Linked DNA regions of Pan troglodytes: region 1 is linked to region 2. A link is a contact called in public Hi-C data. All regions are on one chromosome and are shown on one strand. Each heading gives the region's core, a stretch centred on a gene start, on an enhancer-like site or on the middle of the called end of the contact. The rest is flanking DNA. Distances are from core to core; before and after follow the strand shown.

Evidence for each region. A called contact is a pair of places that touch in the nucleus more often than the background predicts.
Region 1: a contact with region 2 is called in a Hi-C map of induced pluripotent stem cells, with 2.9 times the contacts expected there. The contact joins the enhancer-like site here to the promoter of MYO5A in region 2. A contact is called at or near these places in 1 of 7 Hi-C or Micro-C datasets (induced pluripotent stem cells) and 1 of 1 datasets of contacts at active chromatin or transcription factors (stem cell-derived excitatory neurons).

Annotation. Positions count from the first base shown.
Region 1 is chr16:44,729,547-44,732,742 of NHGRI_mPanTro3-v2.0_pri, forward strand. No RefSeq gene overlaps it. Among named protein-coding and RNA genes, the nearest start is that of ATOSA, 33 kb to the left of the region's middle. Within about 2 kb of position 1,260, at least 1 of the 24 cell types and tissues checked has an H3K27ac peak or open chromatin away from gene starts, as enhancers often do. A contact at or near this core is called in induced pluripotent stem cells, where this site is marked.
Region 2 is chr16:44,516,233-44,519,212 of NHGRI_mPanTro3-v2.0_pri, forward strand. It overlaps MYO5A (myosin VA), which reads right to left and starts at 1,446. Exons shown (of 40, transcript XM_009429146.5): 1 at 1,286-1,446. The coding sequence starts at 1,312.

The DNA of each region.
Region 1 (3,196 bases), core at 10-2,509, 210 kb after region 2:
CGCCTTCAAGGTGTACAATAATAGAAAAAAGTTGCAATTCCTTGCCTCCACTGTGAGACAAACCCCAGCCACATCTCCAGCACACAAGAACTTCCAAATGCCTGAACCGCAGCAGCCAAGCATTCCTCCAGAACCTCCTCCCACAGGAGCTTGCTACACCTGCCAGAAATTTGGCCACTGGGCCAAGGAATGCCCACAGCCCGGGATTCCTCCTAAGCCGTGTTTCTTCTAACAACCCCACAATATCACCCCTTACCACATGATCTTCCTTCAGCTTAATCTCTCCCACTCTAGGTTCCCACGCCGCCCCTAATCCCGCTCGAAGCAGCCCTGAGAAACATCGCCCATTATCTCTCCATAGCACCCCCCAAAATTTTCACCGCCCCAACACTTTACCACTATTTCATTTTATTTTTCTTATTAATAAAGAAGACAGGAATGTCAGGCCTCTGAGCCCAAGCTAAGCCATCATATCCCCTGTGACCTGCACGTACCTGCACGTACACATCCAGATCGCCAGTTCCTGCCTTAACTGATGACATTCCTCCACAAAAGAAGTGAAAATGGCCTGTTCCTGCCTTAACTGATGACATTGTCTTGTGAAATTCCTTCTCCTGGCTCATCCTGGCTCAAAAGCTCCCCCACTGAGTACCTTGTGACCCCCACTCTGCCCGCCAGAGAACAACCCCCCTTTGACTGTAATTTTCTTTTACCTACCCAAATCCTATAAAACGGCCCCACCCCTATCTCCCTTCACTGACTCTCTCTTCGGACTCAGCCCGCCTGCACCCAGGTGAAATAAACAGCCATATTGCTCACACGAAGACTGTTTGGTGGTCTCTTCACACAGACGTGAGTGAAAATTTTAACTTGGGCTATTCCTATCCCCTCTGATATGGTAATACAGGAGTTACTAAGAAATTATTCCAGTCAGTTAGAGCAGGTAAAAGAGTTCTCAGTGGAATTTTCCTTTAATAAAAAGCAGCCCCCAAACCACTTCTTCACTAACAGAAAGCAGCCTGAAAAATCAAGCTTCAGGCATAGATATGCAAGCTAGGTGCTTGCATATGTAAATGCCAGCAGGTGTATCTGGAAGCCAGGTACATTCAATATGGTGATTCCCGCTCCCTTTTCTTTGTCACCATATGTGCGTGTTTCATGGCATCAGCCAGGTAAAGCCACGTGTGCAGGTGTCACGGTGACAGCCAGGTAGAAGTCACATTTGCATAATAAACGATTAGGGTGGGAGGGCCAGTTTCTCCGTAGGCTATGTAAATGACACACCTAGTCAAACCAATCCCCTGGGCCCTGTGTAACTGGATCACTGCCTCCTAAAGCCTCTCTACAAAATCAATCACGTTCCACCCCAAACCTGGAAACCCTCTCTTGGGTGACCTGCTTTCTCAAAATGAGAAATCTTTCTCTCCCTTTCCTCTTCTTTGTCTATTAGACTTTGCAGTGCTAAACCCACTCCTTGTGTGTGACTGTGTCCTTACTTTTCTTGGCGTGAGACAATGAACCCCAGGTATTTACTCCAGACAATGGAGCTGTTTCAACGGTTTGGCTGTGTCCCCACCCAAATATCATCTTGAATTGTAATCACCATAATCCCCACGTGTGTAGGGAGAGAGCTGGTGGGAGGTGACTGGATCATGGGGGATGGTCTCCCATGCTGTTCTCATGATAGTGAGTGAGTTCTCACAAAATCTGATGGTTTCATAAGGGGCTCTTCCTCCTTCACTCCTCACTCTGTCTCTTGCCTGCCACCATGTGAAGAAGGTGCCTGCTTCCTTGCTTCCCCTTCTGCCATGACTGGGTTTCCTGAGGCCTCCCTAGCCATGTGGAACTGTGAGTTAATTAAACCGCCTTCCTTTATAAATTACTCAGTCTCGGGTAGTATCTTTATAACAGTGTGAGAATGGACTCATACACCCTCCTCCCCAGCTTTGCAGTCTCCTTAAAAACTAACAGCCTGGCAGCCTCTGGAGGGGGAGGGGGACGGCACAAGGGGTTTGGTGCTCTCTCAAAACACCGTTCTCAGATCGTGGTCATTCTTTGACTTATCGGGAAGTTCTCTGGGAACCTCCATTCACAGGGCTTTTAAACATTTTACCTGGCTCTGATGCCAGTGGGCTGAGGGAGGCCCACAAAAGCAGGTGGGACCTTGACCCCAGCAGTGTCCAGAATGTTGACATCATCATGAGAAGGAATTCAAGGATGAGTCAGAAAACAGGGAAAGCATGGAGATTTATTATAAAGGGAAAACTCAAAAAAAGGGGAGTGTGCATACTCAAGAGAGAGTCTTACAATGGGGTTTGTGGTTTCTATCTTCATGGGTTTCTTTCACCAAAGGGGTGGAATATTCATGAAGATTCCTGGAAAAAAGTAGAGATTTCTTGGAACTCTGGTGCCACTCATTTTTACACCAAATACAGGTATTCCCGTAACTGTTATGGTACCGATGGGCATGTGATTGAGTATGTTAATGAGCATACAATGAATTCCTAGGAGAAACCTAGGTCAAATCCAGTGCCATGTTGGGTCCAGTTAGTCTTAGCCAGCTTGGTTCACAACCCTGCAGCTATTCTGACAGTTACCTTTTGCTTAGCCATGCGAAACTACTGCCTGGAATTTTCTGTTCTCTTGTGACCACCGTGTGTTATTCCTGTCTCAACTCAGTTTCCATCAATTCCTGAGGCATTTGTCAAAAACAATCAGGGGGCTGGGTGTGGTGGCTCACGCCTGTAATCCCAACACTTTGGGAAGCCGAGGTGGGAGGATTGCTTGAGCCCAGGAGTTTGAGACCAGCCTGGGCAATATGGCAAGACTCTGTCCCCACCAAAAAACTGAACAACAAAAACAATCAGGGATGATTGTTTAATATTGCAGTTGCCTGAGCCAGTGACAACAGCTGAGACCAACTCAAAAGCTGACCAAAAATCTTAAAAGAAAATTTGGGGAATGAGATATGAAATGTGAAAGGAAAGTAAAAACTTGGGACCCTACTTCACTCTGCCAAAAGGAAAAAATTAATCTGAAAGCTGAGTCATGCAAGAAGCTGCCTTTTCTTTTGTTCCTAAGCAGATAGCTACAGATAAAAGGTCAAATATCTTCACAGGTAGCTACTCTATTTTCATGTTATCTTATATAATGTGCTGATTTACTGAGAGTGAGAGGAATATATAATTGACTCTTC
Region 2 (2,980 bases), core at 196-2,695:
TTCATGGTTGAAGAAATTAATCATATATCTCATATTTGCAGAGAAATTCATAGGTTACAAAAAGCTTTCACAACGATTATTAAGTTTGATTCTCACAACAGCTTGTAAGGGATGCAAGGCAAGTATAATTAACCGCATTTACTCATTAGGAAATCGAACCAGAGATGTTAAGTGACTTGTCCAAGGTCACAGTTAGTAAGTCCCGGCTTGAATCCAGGTCTCTTGATGCCCAGTCTTCTTTCCTCTATAAAACACACTGCAACTTGGGCCCTGGACTTCAGTCACATTTGGAAACAATGATTCCAGTGATTACAGGACCCTAAATGAAAGTTGTGTTGCAAAAGCTAATGTGAAAAGGCAACTCTATTAACTGCATGTAGAAGTAATCAATATCTGGCAAAATATCTACCTACACATGAGTGTATAGTATAAAATGCCATGATTACATATATTCACAAAGGTCATCACAAATCTGCGCAGCACTCAAGTGACAGTTCTCCATAATATGTCATTCAGAGATCGCCAGACCCTGAGTATATTGATGTCAGTCTAAGAAAAGACTGCCACTTCCCTTAAACCAAACCCAGAAGGGAAAGGCTTGCCCCAGAGGATGGGAAAGACATGGAGCCTAACAAGGCTCTGCGGGATTACACGCAGGTTGCAAACTCCCAGCGATAAATGAGTACCGACCCTCCCAGCCGGTGAATCAGCTCGCGTTCATCCGGCAGCATCTTTCCCCGGGGCTCGCCACCCCCAGCGCAGCTAAACTGGGGAGCTAAAGGTGATACGGCCACCGTTTGCAGGATTCAAAATAACCTCACAGAAAGGCTAGCTGGCGGTAGAAGCGGCACTGCATACCAACACAAGACGTTATTTTAAGCGCGTGTCCCCACGAGAGAACCCATCCGATCTACTGGAGCAAGCATCTCCCACCCGCCGGGAATTTTCCAAAGCCAAGCAGGAGGGGAGGCACGCCCGCCCTGCTAAATCCACATGGGCCCCCTTTCCACTCCGAAGCCCGCTCTGCCCCCAGCTCGAGCAGCGCGGCAGGGGCCTGGGAGACCCCCGAGGCGGGCCACCTTCCGCCGCCTTCACCATCTCGCCCGAAAGAGGAAGGTGCCGCAGCGGGCGACCGGCTGGTAGGGCCGAGGGTTCTGAGGCGCTGAAGGGGATGGCGCTGGTGGGGCTCGCCTGGGCCCAGCGCTCCCGCCCCCTCCCCAGCCTGACAGCTGGCGGCGAGGGCCGCACAGCCCCAGTCCTCGACGCCGGCCGCGGGGTGCCTTACCTTTGTGTAGAGCTCCGACGCAGCCATGGCGGGCCCCGCGCGCCTACGCCCCCCGCCTGTGCGGAGGCCGCACCTCGCCTGGGCGGCCGCCCGAGCGGACTAGGAAGCGCCCGCAGCCGCCGGCAGGGAGCAGGGCAGGGCAGGGCAGGGCCGGGCGGGGCGGGCCGCGCGGGGCGGGGCGGGGCGGGGCGGGGCGCCTCAGGCGCTGGCCGCCCGCAAGGGCCTCGCCATCACTCCCGGGCTCGCCGCGAGCAGCCGCGAGCGCTCCACCTGCCCGGGGTCCTAGGGGTCGCCGCCGCCGCCGCAGCCACTTCGGCGGCCCGCGATGCTGCCTCCGCTGCCGCCGCCGCCACCGCCGCCGCCCTGTGCATTATGGGAGCGGGAGGAGGCTGCGCTCCAGCGCTGCCACAGCGGCTGCTCTGGGCTCTCTCGGGCTCACGCTGCCTCCCATCGGCTACGAGCACAGAGCATCATCATCATTAGCCTGCCAGCCGGCGCCGCCGCCGCCTCGCGCGCTGCCGAGGCCCGGAAACCCGCCCGGGACATGGGCCCCGAGGGCGCGGCACACCCCGGGCGCCCCCACCCCGAAGCGAGCCCGGGGCCCTCTGCTGCGGAGCCTAGCTCCCGCGGTAGCGCAGCCATGGCAGGGGCTGTTACTGTGTCCGAGTAAACGACGGGAGCCTCCAGGCTGCTCCTCCCGTCCTTCCAAGCATTCCTAGGGAGAGGATTTAGGGGAAGCCCTCTTGAAAGACTGTAGAATAACCCAGAACTGTAGAAGAGCCTTGTCAGCAGCAGTGACCCGGGAGATGGGCAATGCAGGACCGGGAATTTCAGGTTAAGGTTGATCACCAAGGTCATTCCGAGCACCTCGATGTCTGCAGCAAAGCCGTCTCCCGATACCAGAGGGCAAGGGCCGCTTCTAAGCTACAGAAACTTAAGTGACTTTGAAACGAGATAGCCCAGGGGACAGCCCAGGTGCCTCTTTCCTAGACCTGTGCCTTTGCGGAGATGCAACTACCCTTCTGTCCCAGCCTTCTTCCCGTCCTGTTCTCTCCTGGTGATTGTCGGCTTCATGGTGGCACCTGAAGTTTATCCGGTTGCCACCTGAAAATGACGGAGTACTTACATGGAAAATCTGTATTACAGTTTAACTCAGCATCAAAAGGGCAAAGCCGCCCTCACTCTCCTCACGGTGATCCTTGGACATCCAGCACAAGAATGTGGTCTTTCTACTCCCAACCCTGCGCTGTCTTCATCCTCTATCTTCTCCCCACCCTCATTGTCGTTTCTGGTTGAATAATCTTCATTCTTTGTTGTTGTCGTTGTTGTTGTTGCTGTTTTTGTTTGTTTAATCCCTGCCTCTTTGTAGTGCCCTCATCTCTTGTTTCTTTGAACTACAACTGGTCCCCAGTGCCTGTCATGGTAATCTGGTAGACCATTTCTATCACGAACAACTCTCATGGCTGAGGCCCCCGGTTGTGTGTGTTGTGTGCGTGTGTATTTGGAGAAAGACCGTTCACTGAAAGGAACAGGGGGCCAGTCCTTACTCCGTGGAACTCAGACCTCTCCTCTTCGCCCACAATCCCCTCAGAAATGCTAGAGGGAATGTCTACTGAGTCGAAAGTCCTACAGATTTGTCTCTGTTCCTTCCCATTGCAAAACCAAATCGCTTTCATGTTTCTGGGACCCACTCTT